Linked DNA regions of Gasterosteus aculeatus: region 2 is linked to region 1. Evidence: chromatin contacts called from public Hi-C data. All regions are on one chromosome and are shown on one strand. Each heading gives the region's core, a stretch centred on a gene start, on an enhancer-like site or on the middle of the called end of the contact. The rest is flanking DNA. Distances are from core to core; before and after follow the strand shown. Region 1 overlaps nr5a2 (nuclear receptor subfamily 5, group A, member 2). Region 2 has its middle 32 kb from the start of nr5a2.

Region 1 (7,333 bases), core at 24-2,523:
TTAGTCAGATCTGGTTGCTGTTTCTTTTATAATTGGTCCCGAATATGCCGATCTAAAAAACGATCTAAAAGGGAAAAGAAACATCAAGGAAATTTTTTTAGTTATTAGTTGGTTTGTTTTGTTCACTTTTAAATTTAGAAATTTAAAAAAAAAACATTCAACACACTTTTTCTTTTCTTTGTGGTTTATACGTTAAATTACTAATTTCCTGTAATTCCTTTGTAATGTCCATTTTGAAAGTCCACTCCAATTCAACTCCAACTTGAGGCAGTATGCAGACACAGTTTTACATTAGCCAGATGGACAGAGAAGACACAAACATACAAATTGAAGCCCAATTTGCACTTAAGCTGACTCCACTTGTCACACGAGAGGGGACTGAAATCACACAGAGACCAAAGTAGTTAAAAGAAGGTGTGATAAAACATGCTACCTGCCGGCTTCCATCTTCAAACTAGAACGAAGCAAAAGAGGAGGGAGAGACTGGGGTAGATTTAAAACGAAAGAGTGCAGGAGAGGAGAGGAAGGAGGGAGATGGGGTAGTGGGGGAAATGACGCTATGGATTAACTGTCCTTCATGCTGAAAATATACATCCCAAGGCGCTTGGAACTGAATTATTAATTCAAATTTGTCAGAGAAAGAATGAGAGAAATCTATTGACGGAGAGACGGGGCCTTTAATGGTCTCATTAAAGGGGAGGCTTCCCACACCAGGCACCTTCTGTACTGCTGCAGGAGTTTTCGGGGCGATGGAGAGTTGGAGGGGGCGGGGGGGGGGCACTTGACCCCCCAATGATTTTCTGTCACTTTATCATAAACAAGAAAGGTTGACGTGCCCCTCCACTCCCCAACGCTTTCCCTCCACCACCAAACAAACCCTGTGTGTAATTAGCCGAGGGGTGCAAAAGTGCACTGAATGTAAACGAGGTTCACACGCATGGATTGATGGAAAGAGACAGCATCTACGCACACATGATACGTCGCGTCTGCCTCTTCTGTTGCTGACCGGTACAAAAAAGGGGTGTGTGGGGAGGGGGAGGGGGGGGGGGGGGGGTCAATTCCAGCAGACCCTGGAGACTCCCCACACATGTACAGCTGTATTGATTTCTAATTCATTCAAATTTGGGTTTGTTTAGTTGTACTGCTACATTACCCCAGATTACACCAAACAGTGACTATTCTTCTGGATAATTTTCCAATTAGATGTGAGCAGGTCATCCAAGCCTCAGCGCCATTAGCTGCGTGACCGGGAGCTGTTTTGGTGGAGGGACGGTTAACTGTGTGTAAAACCCAGATGGCATTAGCAGGGTGAGAGAGCATGGACCTGTGGGTGCACTGCCCCGTCCAAGGTCCGTCCATTGAAGGGCGTTTGGTTCAGCCTCGAGGGGGACCAATGAAAGGGGCAATGAGAAACAAAGGGGGTGGGGGTCGACTGGAGGGACCACAGATTCATTGCCCATTCAAATCTCTTAGTTTCCCTCTGGCAAATAGATTTTCATAATGCTCAGACAATGAGATGCTTTTCACCCCAGCAGCATGAGTCTGCAGCTTGATAACATGAACAACAGTAATACACACAGTATATACACAATATTTTAACCCACAAAAACAGAAAATTCATTGAGCTCTTGAGATGAGAAGCTTCGAGGAGTAGACTAATTGTTGGAACTTCTTTGTATCGATATGACAGCAAATAATTACCTCCTTTAACGTAGATTAACACGTACCATCCTGTGGTAAGTCTGACCTATCACTTTAATACCTACATCATCCACCCACATTGTGCCTGTCTTTTAAAGGCCTTCAAGTCCATAATACCACAGCTAAACAGAGGATGGACAACAGGAAGTACATTTGTTTTTCCCTTCATATCGGGATAAACCCCCCAGCACCTTCCAGCATAGTCAATGAGGAGAGCTTGTCTCCTTCCTGCTCGGAGCGCCTTTTCTCTTGTTTATTTTATGGGTCCTAAGGCACTTTTCCTTTCCTCTAAACACCTCTCAACCTCTCTCCATTGCCCCGCTGAACCCCCAAACCCGTCCTTGGGCGACGGGACTGAACCAGCCACTACTTGGCAACGTTGTCGGAGGAGGTTGACATTTGACTTAATATATCCCTGAATGGACCGCGCTGGCGTAATGGTCTGTCGTACCCTGCGCAGCGTTTTCCCCCCTGGGGGTTGATGAGACGGAGCGCAAATTGAGCCTTCATGGTGTATTCTAACACACTGACAAGAGCCGGTGCACACCGGGGGGGCCACCGATTTCCAGGAACTGTGAGACAATTGATATTATGCGTCGTTAGCGCAGAGGATAGTTGGCCTCTGGACACGCAGCTCCATGTTAGCTTGTGGGCATAGCTACAGTGTATAACTCTATGTTGGTGAAACAAAGGGTACCTTTTCAAGATAATGGGTCACTATTGGTGGCTTATTGATGCCTTTGTTAAATAATGACACAACTAAAGATGGGAAAGGAAAGACATTTCCTAATTCACTACGAACATACGCTAAGATAAAACATATTGATGATTGGTCTTTTTTTCGTTATTTACAAAACAATTCATGTCAGTATTGATTCGTAGAAAAGGAGGGCAACACCATGAAGGTCTGTGAGGAGAGACTCTCGGAAAGCTACTTCATTATCCCACTTATTTAAATGATGACAATGTTTAACATCCCGTCTACAAACATTCACGTTTTGCAGCGTTTGTCCGTGCTTCAATTCACTGTTATTAGAGAGCAACATTCAGTTTAAACGTCCTTCCCTTGCCTCCTCTGATTGGATAATCTCAGGGTGATGCTAGTTATCCTTTTAGCCTCTGTTCTATTAAGTCTCAAAGAACAACCATTTAATGTTAAGGAGAAATGAACATCAGTTTACCCCCCCATGTATTTTTGTTCGCCTGTAACGTGGAGGCGTTGTATCTAAGAAAGGCAATTCCCCAAATGGGACACGCAGCAAAACAAGGAAGCTGAGATCTCTGGGGAGAAGGGAAACTTGTTTGCTGGCAAGCTCAGATAGATGAGGGAAGCAGAGTCTCCTGTAGAGGAAAAAAACAGACACACACTTCCACGTTTGAATGATGTCAGAGGAGAATTCATCTGTGTGTTTGTGTGTGTGTGTGTGTGTGTGTGTGTGTGTGTGTGTGTGTGTGTGTGTGTGCGCAGCAGCGCGAGTTTGTGGTACTTCATAACTTTATTGTAGTTTGAGGGTAAAATGGCCGGTGAGGGAGGCTGCTCTCCTCCAAAACGAAGCCCAGCGGTGCACCGCAACTCTGATCATATCCCGAGGGACGCGGTTGGCCGTGCGGCCGTTGCCCCTTGCCCCGTGAACGTTATCTGCGTTGATTGGCCCTTGCTGCCCTTTTTCTTAACACCACACTCGTGCACTCTCACGCAGGCCAAATTCTCCAAGCGAACACACACAGCTCCACCGTAGCTCATTGTCGGCTGTGCTCAGTCCTCACGTTGTCCCGTCAACGCGCCCAGTCAAAGGTTGCTGGGTACTGTTCTTTCAACGCCCCAGCCTCTGATTGGCTGTCAGGCATATTAACAATGAATGAAGTAGCAGTTGACAATGTTGACCTGGTAACAATCCAGTAGGGTGCAATAAAGAGGACTTGGCCAGGACACGGGTTCAACTTGCTCTTTAAAGCACCGCTGGAGCAGTAAAAGGTGCTTCAGCTTTGATGGTGTTGCTATCTGAAGAGGTGGCGGCCTCAATCTCCACCTATTCAGGAAGGGAACAGTTTGTTTTCCACTCACGTTTAATTGACCAAGTTTACTAACAGTACTTGCCACAATAACTGTTTATGACCCGAGAGTTTGGCAAGAAGCACAGGTTGTGAAGTCGGAAAGGTACACTGACTTGGCAGCATGTGACTGAGGTTTATTGATTGGGGCACTAAAGGTGGACTGTGAAAGACCAGGGTGTTATTTTGCCGTACCTAACATGACTGGAAACAGGTCATAGTGTGATGGCGAAACAACGTGATGGAAAATAGAGGGCAGAGGTTGTCAAAGGTATGTCTGACATGTCAGGCTGATTACCGTAAGAGTGATTCATGTTTTATAAAACACATTTTGGGCTTCGCAAAAGGTTTAAGTGAATAAATCCAAGCAAAAAGAGTTTACCCTCCAAATGTATTAAATTATCCTTATTTGCACAGCACATAATCAGCCATTTATGACCTTTTTCAACCCTGTTGTCGTTTAAATTTGGGGCAAATTCCAGGTCTTACTCATCTAGGATCTACGCCTCACTGCAGAGTGAGGTTTGCTTTAGCTTCCTACAGCCATAAACAAAGTGCTGTATGTTTGCCTGAACTTTGACACCAAGTGATTTTTTCTAAGTTTCTACCAAACAGTGTCCAGTCTGTGAGGCAAAAGCAAGATCAGAGTGTAGTAATGCAGCACGTATTTGCATGAGTGAATGTGCGGTGTGTCTAAATGCTGTATGTGTCCCTGGAGCAGGTGGATTGCAAGGGGCTGTGAAAGAGTGTAAAAGAACATGCGGACACACACACACACACACACACACACACACACACACACACACACACACGCAGCAAAGCTTGTCTAATTAAAAAGCACAGCAGTGATTTCAGGGGCTTTGTGATAGAGAGAATGGATGTGTGTGTGTGTGTGTGTGTGTGTGTGTGTGTGTGTGTGTGTGTAGGTCGTTGGCTTCAGCATGATCGCCCGTCAAAAGAAACAATGTATTCCGTGGGACCTCAGGGTTTCCAGTTGAGTATTCAGACGCGGCGCTGCAACGAGCTGTGGCTGTTTTATGTGAAAAAAAAAAAGTTGATAATTAGTCCCAGAGTGACTGTACAATGAGACGGAGAGCAAAAGATAGAGGGGGAGGGTGGAGGGGGGTGGGGGAGAGCGCTTAGCACACTTAATGCTCCGACCTGACACTGTCTGGGAATCATTGATCAATTGTTTTTTTGCCCCTAACCCTTTTCTTTCTTTCATCACCCCTACCGTCCCTTTGAATGATCAGTGCATTTGAATCAAAATGATTTTTGATGTTAATAGTAACAAATTAAGTAAGCTGCTTTATTTGGTTTTGGTTTGATTTTGACAGTGTGGTAGTAGGTACAGTAGTAGGTATCAAACTATTGTCACTTTTTTTGGGAGGCCAAAGGATCAAATGCTACTCTGGTAATAATTAGCAATTAAAATGTTCTCTTTTCCTCACTTTCCACTAATGAGTTTGACTCTGGGTACTAATCCCCCCCCTCACCAAACATCCACACATACACCCATCAAACTCTTCGCCACATGCCTACACTTTTGCGCCACACACAGTCAACATTATGATGAGAAACCATGGCAACACCTCATATTTTTTTGCTGTGGTCTGGGCTCACTTTGTCATTTTGCCGCACTCTCTAATATTGAAGTGATTATTTTGCAACATGATCTGTATTTGCTAGGGACACCCACACTGCCTGTACTGCAGAGGAAACTTTTAGGACATGGTGTCACACAATTTTAAGATGAAAAAATGAAGAAGCTACAAAATACATACTATTGAAATCACTTTCTTTTTTTGGGGGGGGGGGGGGCATTGCATTTGGAGGTTTTTCCCTTAAACCCTTGTCTCGACAGCATGGCCTTCAATAGCAAATGATCCCTCAGACCAACATGTACCTATAATACAAACTTCCAGGGTTGTAACTGAGGACACTGATGTGATTTTTCTGGGAATTTGGAGGTTTAGACATCTAATCAGGAATAGCTTGTTCTTCAATTAAATACCTAAAACATGATGTGTTTGGTTTACAGATTCCAGATTTAGATTCAAATGACAATATTTAGGGAAAGGAAGGTACAAATCCCCCAAAAGGTTGTGAAATAAGGGCTGATTAGAGTGCGGTGGAGGGTTGAGGACTGTGTTCTTTAATATTATTAAAAATCCACTTTTTGAGCAATACTTAATTCCATGTATTTGCCAGAATGTGTTTACTGTGCAAATAAGACCATTATTTGTCTCGTTGACCTGCGTAGGACGTCTGTGTGTTAGGGCCTAAAGCCCTCACTCTGCAGCCTTATGTAAGGCCCCATGACTGCTTCTCGGATGTGCTGGTGGTGTGGGAGCAGTCTGATAGGGGGTCAGACAGCTGAGTGGCGGCAGGAAAAAGCACATGCCGCGGTTGTTGGCAAATTCTTTGTCACCTCCTCCCTTTCCTGCCCTCAGCGTGGCCTTATTTAGCCCCTTCCGTGTCACCCAGAGGTCACAGTGATCGCGCACATGGTACACACACATACACAGACAACACAGGAACAACAGACACACACACACACACACACACACTCACATTCATATTGTAATAGCATGGTAGAGTGCATCATAGATGGAAGTGCCTTCAAGGACCTGCTTCTCATTCTCTAGACCTCATTAGCTGCTGATTTATCTCCCCCTCCTTCCTCTTAATGCTCTGGGTGGGTGGATGGAGTGTGTGTGAGTGTGGGAAGGGGGAACCGTGTGAGAAATATTATGTGTATTTCCATGGATTAGTGTCTGTATAGGTGTGTGTGTGAGTGTGTGTGTGTGTGTGTGTGTGTGTGTGTGTGTGTGTGTGTCTGTGAGAAAGACCAACCGTTAAGATGGTATCTTTTAGTGAGGTTTGGTGTATGTGTTGGTCTGCAGGTGTCAAACAGACTGTCATTCCACATTATCCCACTGTGAGAACATTCAACCTGGGGTCAAACAGATTAATAAAAGATCACACACACACAGACACACACACAGGACCACTATCTGATTAAATATTCTGCAGCCCTGCGCTTCATAATCATGACAAGTACACACAGCGCTCTTGTTCACCATTATCCATTTAGCACATTTTTGTCTTGTCTTGCAATAATCTGTTCAAACCCCCAGTGAGCTTATTATTGTCAAGGAAAAGTGCTTATAGCTGCGCGTAAAGGAAGGATTTGGGGAAAATGCTGTATTTTTGACAAGGAATTAAAAGTGGAAAAAAAGACTTCCCGTCAAAATATGGAGTTTATAGTAGGCCGACTCTGCAATTTAAGTCATTACTGTTTCCCAAATACATTAACACTGAATACAACTATATATATACACACCATATATATGCTTATTTTTACTCATAGTTACAACATACTGTGTTTTGTTACATTGTATCCAGGTGATGCCATTAGGTTAAGGAGCGGCTCTGGTAGTAATATGGCTGTAACTCTGTCCTACATAATTCAGTGACTCCTGGGGAATTTAATCTCTTGGGTAAAGAACCATTATTTTTGCCTTTACCTGATTCCCTCTACATTCTCGTCTCAAGAGATGATTCACAGGAAGAAAAA
Region 2 (7,202 bases), core at 4,447-6,946, 79 kb before region 1:
GGATTTTTGCAACGTCCATAAACTGAAGGTTGGAATTACTTAGTGAAGATTGTGGATTTCCTTCTGAAACACTATCATAAATAGGCACTAATGTCTCAATCCATAATGTAAGAAGAGGCAATGAAGCTCTGACTCATTATGTGAACAGAAGTTTCCACTTACAATTTTGGATTGATTGACCTGAATCAAACTAGAAATGGGATTTTTCCAGTAGGCCATTTTAGTTGGGACCTTTTTGAAAAGTGACGGACAGACATGCAGAGGCCTGGTTGAGGGTTCAGGTTTGATTTTGAGATCCATGTATGAATGAGGTCATGGTCAGTGGTTAAGTATTTAGTTAGTAATTTGGTTAATCTTATAGTTAGGGGCTGTTTTGCTGTTTATCACATTTAGGGAAACCAACCTTAACACAGTCAGATTTAAATATTACATGTCAAAATATTTGATCATTTCCCCTCATATCAACAGAAGCAGCTTGCTGCTAGTTGAATTCATGGGTCAAATGATAATGGTGTACGTGGTCTGCTTTGTGTAGTGCACTCAGAAGGTATCTGAAGAGGACGTCGGACAGCAAACAGCTGATGGTAATAAAGGAGTGCGGGTCGGTTAAGGATACAAAAGGATTGTCTCCATAAGTCTTGTCGTGTAAAAATATCTCCTTCAGGTTCCTGATTGTTTTAGTCTTCAGATATGACCTTTTGCCTTTTGAATGTACTTCACACTTTTAATGAATATAAAGCGTTTAGATTTATAATAGACATTTACAAAACAAACATGTGCCCCCCCCCCAAACCTCCCTCCTTTTTCAATTCTGCAGGTTGTATTAATGAGATCAAGGATATGCACGGTACATGTCCAAGTTGAAAGGAATCAGTCACTGGTGGCTACGGTGCTGATCCATCAAGGATAGCACCTTTTACCCTGAACTTTTTGCCAACTCAGGAGGGCAATTAACACTTCGGCAGCTCGGGTCAGAAATCAGCAGAAGATTTCTCCCTCGTGTCGACGCAGTGCTCCTTGCTGATGCGCTGGTCTTAGTGATGTTGTAAGTGTATGTTGTTGAGTGTGCGTGTGAGCAAAAGAAAGGACGGTGTGAGAAACTGTGCATGTGAGATGAACAGATTGTAACTATGAGAGCGTGTGTGTCTGCGGTCCAGTGTGTGCAGGTAAAGTGCTCGGCAATTATGCACAACCTCTGGAGAGTTCACACTGGGGCATTGTGGGTATTTTTGTTTGCTTTCGCCATTCCCTTTTTCTTTCTTTTTTTTTTCAGTCGTCCACATGAATGAAATATCAAATGTGCCTCGTGGCCCGTGCGAGGTGTAAAAGAGCATTCATCTACATATTAGGATTGACGCTGGTGGGAATTGTGATCACGTCTCTGGACTCCAGACACACGTTTCTGCAATTAATATGCACTCGACATGCTCGCAGTAGAGATTTCATGAATATTCATCCGGCTTAATGGGGATGTCTGCAACCAATATCACCGTCGATTACAATGAAACATTCTTAATGTTCTTAATTGGCCAGAGTCCCATGGCTGCATTAGGTTTTCATCTTATAAACATTTGACGCGTCCAATTCAAATCCTACAGCCTAACCTCAGAATACTAAATCGCATGACCTTTGATCAAGGCAATTAACATGCGCTATCAATTATCAAATGAAGCATAACATGGCGAAAGATTCACGTTCACCTACAGAGTAAAAATGCCATGTCGACCAATCCGACTCGATTTCATTCTCAGGGGCACGAGTACACTTTAGAAAATGAAAAGTATTTCTTAAAAAGTAAAAAGTAATTCTACCAATAGTAGGAAGTTAGTAGTAGCAGAATTCAAGTGTCATGGGTCTTGCTTTCTACATTTAATCGAATTAGACTTCAACCTAGCCTTAAGAGAAGCCACATATTCACCGTTTCATATCAATTGTATATTGTAACTTGAACACCTGCTCCAGCTTAGACTCAAATAAAATAAATTTGAAGGTGTAATCGCAGCAATCCACGCTGCACATCTCTTGTTTATTTTGGCCCTCATAAATAAAAACGAGAATATGATAGATGAAGATAAGAGTGAACATTCAACATGGCCGCTTTACATTGGAGCACAATGAAACCAAACCTTTGGCTATGCAAACACGTGCTACTCCAAAATAACAATGGGTGTCTGTGATAGTACCGGACCTTTTTTTGACAGACATGAGGCATCATGACAGTTAAGTGAGCAGTGGAGGAGCAGGGGAAGACTAAAGATAGTTGAAAAGATTGTTTCCTTGCGAATTCTAAAAGAGTGTTTGTTGTCGTGTTGTGTCTTCACTGTGTGTTTTCTACTCGACCCTATTACAATTAATCAAATATAAATGCATCCATGTACTTGAAGGCAAGCGATAAGTCCCAAGGAGACAGCCGGTAAACGTCATTATTTTTGTGCACCCGAAGATTTTTCTCATAATGTTTCCTGGAAATCACTGCGCTGTTCTTGTGGTTTTAGGCTGAGAGCAGGTGTCTGTCAGCAGGCTGTGATCTTTTGGTTGGCAGGAGGAGGAAGTAGCCTTGACCAGGCCTTTCTGACCCTCCACGCCACCCAGCTGCCGTGGAGGACTTGGACAATAAATCCACACTGGCAGTTCACACACTCACATACACACACGCAGCTGGATTACACACATTTAGGCTGCACTTGTTATCCTGGTGCGAGGTGCTGATTAAAATATGTCAACAATGTTTTCACAGTTGCAGTGGTACAACTTTAACGTATTGTACCATCTCCTATTTTACAAAAGGGATGAAAACAATTAAAAGTTTCCGGTATTTTTTTATTTGACACCCACCCATAATTACTTTTCACACACTTGTCTACATTGTTATTTCAGGATCGGATCATAATTTTCAAGCGTGTCTGAACTCCACAAGAGGTGTAACGGTTTATGCATCTGACTTGCATACTCTGGTTACTCTTTTTACTCAAAATAGAGCAAGGAAGTAAAAAAATATTATAAAATAAATCAATTAAAAAAATTAAAAAAAAATTAAAAAAAATCTAAATTATTTTTGCCAATGAGCTAAATTTCAATGAACTCACAATTAACCACACTTATAAGTTGTAATTGAGAAAACTGTTTTGTACGTGCTGAGTGCATTGGTGCGTTTGTACTGTTAGCTCATCCATTACAGATGTTGTTTGAGGTAAATTGCTCTGATTTGCTTTAATTTAGGCAGGAAGAGGAGAAATAAGATTACATCCTCACAACTACAATAACACATACGTGTGCCTGTGTGTCTGTCTGTGTGTTTGCTAAGCAGCAGGGGCATTGGAGAGCAGCGAAACTCCTTCCTCTTCCTCCCCCCTGCTCCCAAACTTTTTCCAGCTGCACAGATTTACAGGTGCCACTGACCTTTTCATCGTAGGAAGTCTCCACAACCGCCTGGGCCTCCCTTCATAGGCTCTCATCCATCTATCTATTGCTCACCACCACCCCCCCCCACCCTCCCCGCGCGCCTCAAAACACCCAACCCACCCGCCCCCTTACTGTAAAACCAAAGAAATACCCCTCGGCTGGAAAAACAGGAACCGTCCTGAATAACTGCGTCTTGCCAGCTATACGTTGAAAGGGGAGCTGTGTGGCTTGCATCTGTCTTGCATAACCCCACACTGGTCTGCTCCTAAAAAAAGAAGTTAACGGGAGGTGTAACGTAACACCTGCTGCTCGGTAGACATTTCTTTCCAAGTGTATTATTATACCATTGATTCTTGCATTTATATTATACAAGTGTGAGTTCAGACTCTGTCAATGCCAACCAACGGAGGAATGAGTCCGACTAATGAGCACCCTTTGGACCTGAAAACTTTCTCCTATTTACAAAGCTGCAACCACTGTAACACATTACGCCAGATTATTTCAATATGTTTTGTTAGGAGTCAACTTGAGCGACCAAAGGATCTTTCTGGATCTTTCGTTTTTTTTTCCATCTCTAGTATTTCTGTAATTTTCTGTTTTCAATCTGAATGTTTCTAAGGAACCACATCCTTGTCTGTATCGCTAGAGTATAACAAAAATGAACAGAGCCTTTGTCTAAGTGGTACACAGATTCCAGCCAAATCTAGTTGACACATCCCATCACAATGAGTGTGTATGTGTGTGTGTGCGTGTGTGTAGGGGGGGTGTTTGCATACGTAAATGTGTATATGTGTGCATGTGCTTGGGAATATATACGTGAAGACAAACAGTATCAGTACGATCAAACAATCAGGTCAAAAAGAAGCACAAACCGTCGTCAGCATGTCCGACCAAAGAAAGACAGAAGTTGGTATTTCATCTCCAGAGAAGCCAGGAACAAATTCTTGTGTTCTGGTTTTGTGAAGTTACCTTTGACTAACAATTCTAAAAAGTTCAACGTTGAGAGCAAGTTGAAGTTTGATACGTGTTTAAAGTAAGACAGCCGATAATGTTTAAGGCGCAATAAACATTACAAAATGTCAGAGAAATATGCAACAGTAATGCAAACACACAGTAATTCCAAAAGTGCTGTTTTGCCAGAAGAGATTGGAGGGATATGAGAAGTGCCAGAAGAGGGAGTGAGACGGCGCATCGACGCAGCCAAGAGATGTGATCCATGACCGGATTATCATAGTTGATAAAAATACGGAGCAGAAAGGATACGGGTATTTCCAGAAGAATCAAACACGACCTGCTGATGTGCATTCAGTCCGCGTTGGATCCGTTTAGACTCCAGTCTGTGGGGAAGCGACAAAGTCCGGGGCCGGGGAAGCCGTAAAGCCCCAACCGCTGCTCTGCACTGCTCCCATGTGGCGGTTACAGCTGTTTAGCACCGTTGCCACCGTTAGCACCTTTAGCTGAGTTGCCGGCTAGCCGTCAACATTTTGATAGCAATTGAAAGTCAAACCAAACGCTCCCAAATCTCGGATCTTGCATCTTTAACGTGGCATTAAACCCTCGGTTTTACAGTATATCTGGTTAATGTGCTTATCGACTGACTTGATAGCTCCAAAAACGCAGGAACACAGGGCAAAGTTGGCTCACACTGCGCTATTCAAAGTGGCCGTTAACATCTCCTCATCAAATAGATTAGTGCAAATAGCCTCTTAGATGCCTGAAAGCCAATTACACCTCCATTGTTGTAATAATGAACTCATGAACCCAGCTTTATTGGAAAAGGTTGAGATTGGAATCAATACGAATGGACCGGAGAGGCGAGGGGCGCAGTGAGCAAGATTCACTGCACAGTCGGAAAAGCTTCCCCAAACTTAAATTTATTTGGATGTCAATGGGTTCCCACAAAATCCATCTAGCTGGCCTGCTCAGCCTATATTGCTTATTTGCAGACCGTGATAGAAGTAGTATAGGTGGACAAATTCAGCTGCTTAAGATGGATATTTACACATTTGTAAAATAGCACGTCAAGGTAATGACACAATAATTAATCTATGTTACAGGTCCAACTTGAAAATGTGCATAATATAGCTATTAGTTTTTGTGGATCGATCCCAGGGGAATCATTCATGGGTTCTGAGAAAAGAAGTAAATTTGCCTGGCACAAGTCTGACACACACACACACACACACACACACACACACACACACACACACACACACACACACACACACACACACACAAACAAGATCCAGGATCCCAGCAAACTAAATGGAATCCTTCCAGCCTTTAGCCCAAATGGGATCAAAGTACATTGACCCCATGTACCCCATTAAGGTGAATTAATTTGCCTGCATATCAAAACACTATTAAAAGACTGCGGTCAGAGTCAAGTAAAGGCTGACATTATATTGATTTCCGAGGTCAGATACACAGGCAGAGAAATGGAATTCAGTGCGAGTACATTTACTGGACACTGCGAGATTGGATCCCTCCGGAGCAGATGGGTATGAGCAAACAACGCCAGTGGCAGAGCCAACTGAGCCATACAGTTTTCTGTCACTCTTTCTTACCCACATAGATGGAGCAGTAGATTTTCGAGCAATGTGTAATTGATGAAGCAAAAATACAGCAAAGGCATTATGCATTTGGCCTCCAAAAACACACACTGCCTATTATACTCAGTAGACGATGATGATGAAATGTTCATAGCTGCTTTATTGCTTTGTTTCAAACAACATCCGTACAGGTGCTGCAACTTTAACACAAACAAACTCGCAATTCCATCATAAACCCCTTTTCGTCGAGAAGTATAGTTGAATGCCGGGACATAAAAGGCATTTATCTCTGATTCATAAAATGTTTACAGTTGGCTTTTCTTGAGTGGGAATGCTATTGTAAAAGCGTAACACAGAGGAGAAAAACAGGCGGCATTTTACAATCACAACACCCTTCCAGTTGATGACTTGGCTTTAAACTCATCCTATTCGTTCTTGGAAAACCGAATAACGTCACCTCGCCTACTTGCATACAAACACAAACACTGCAGTCCTGAATTTGAACTTTGATCTCTAGGCATTTTAAGGCGTGCATTGTTTTTTGTCCAGTAGCATCAAGGGATAAGAAACAAAAGTCTTCTGTGTTTGGCAAGATGGCCCCCCGGCCACAGGGTCCTTTCTGATCCGGACGTTTTGTGTGGTTTGTCCCCTTTCCTGGTAAACAGTGCCCTACCTGACGCCTTTCCCTAACATGGGGATACTGGCACGGGATCCTCAGGATGGGACGCAACCGTTTTCAGCACTTCCTTGCGTCACTACCCCCCTCACCCCCTCTCTCTGAAGTGCGACTCCTGCGTGTTTTATTGCCAGGCCTGGGTGAGCATGAAAACAAACGGGGGTCCGACTCAAAAGCTTTGATCTCCCGTTTCCTGGTTCATTATTTACGTCTGTTTCTCACGGAGCATTTTTTTTTTTCACATGATTATTATGCGCTTCCTCGGACATTTTCAGCCCGACCTCCAGACAATGCGCTTCACTTTAATGGTTTCTTCTTGCAGGAAGCTATAAAGGACTTTCGAGTTATCGTCTCTTTTTTTTTGATTGATTGATAATACAAACATAAAAAAATGACTAACAGGTGAATCGTTATGTTTACAAATTGCTAACTTCCGGTATGGTGTGTTAAATATGGAACTAGTACTTTCAGTAGTAGAATGAGTTGTATAAGATGCAATATTCAATATTTCTAATGCCCATTTGAGTAAACACCTTGTCTGCTCAGAGACAAAATGCAGATAAAACATTCAG

What was found. A called contact is a pair of places that touch in the nucleus more often than the background predicts.
Region 2: a Hi-C map of liver shows a contact between it and region 1, with 4 times the contacts expected there. The contact joins two enhancer-like sites. A contact is called at or near these places in 3 of 6 Hi-C or Micro-C datasets (liver and skeletal muscle).

The regions. Positions count from the first base shown.
Region 1 is chr8:13,554,466-13,561,798 of fGasAcu3.hap1.1, reverse strand. All of the region lies in intron 6 of nr5a2 (nuclear receptor subfamily 5, group A, member 2), which reads left to right. Among protein-coding and RNA genes, the nearest start is that of nr5a2, 52 kb to the left of the region's middle. Within about 2 kb of position 1,273, at least 1 of the 9 cell types and tissues checked has open chromatin away from gene starts, as enhancers often do. A contact at or near this core is called in liver, where this site is marked.
Region 2 is chr8:13,637,860-13,645,061 of fGasAcu3.hap1.1, reverse strand. No RefSeq gene overlaps it. Among protein-coding and RNA genes, the nearest start is that of nr5a2, 32 kb to the right of the region's middle. Within about 2 kb of position 5,696, at least 1 of the 9 cell types and tissues checked has open chromatin away from gene starts, as enhancers often do. A contact at or near this core is called in liver, where this site is marked.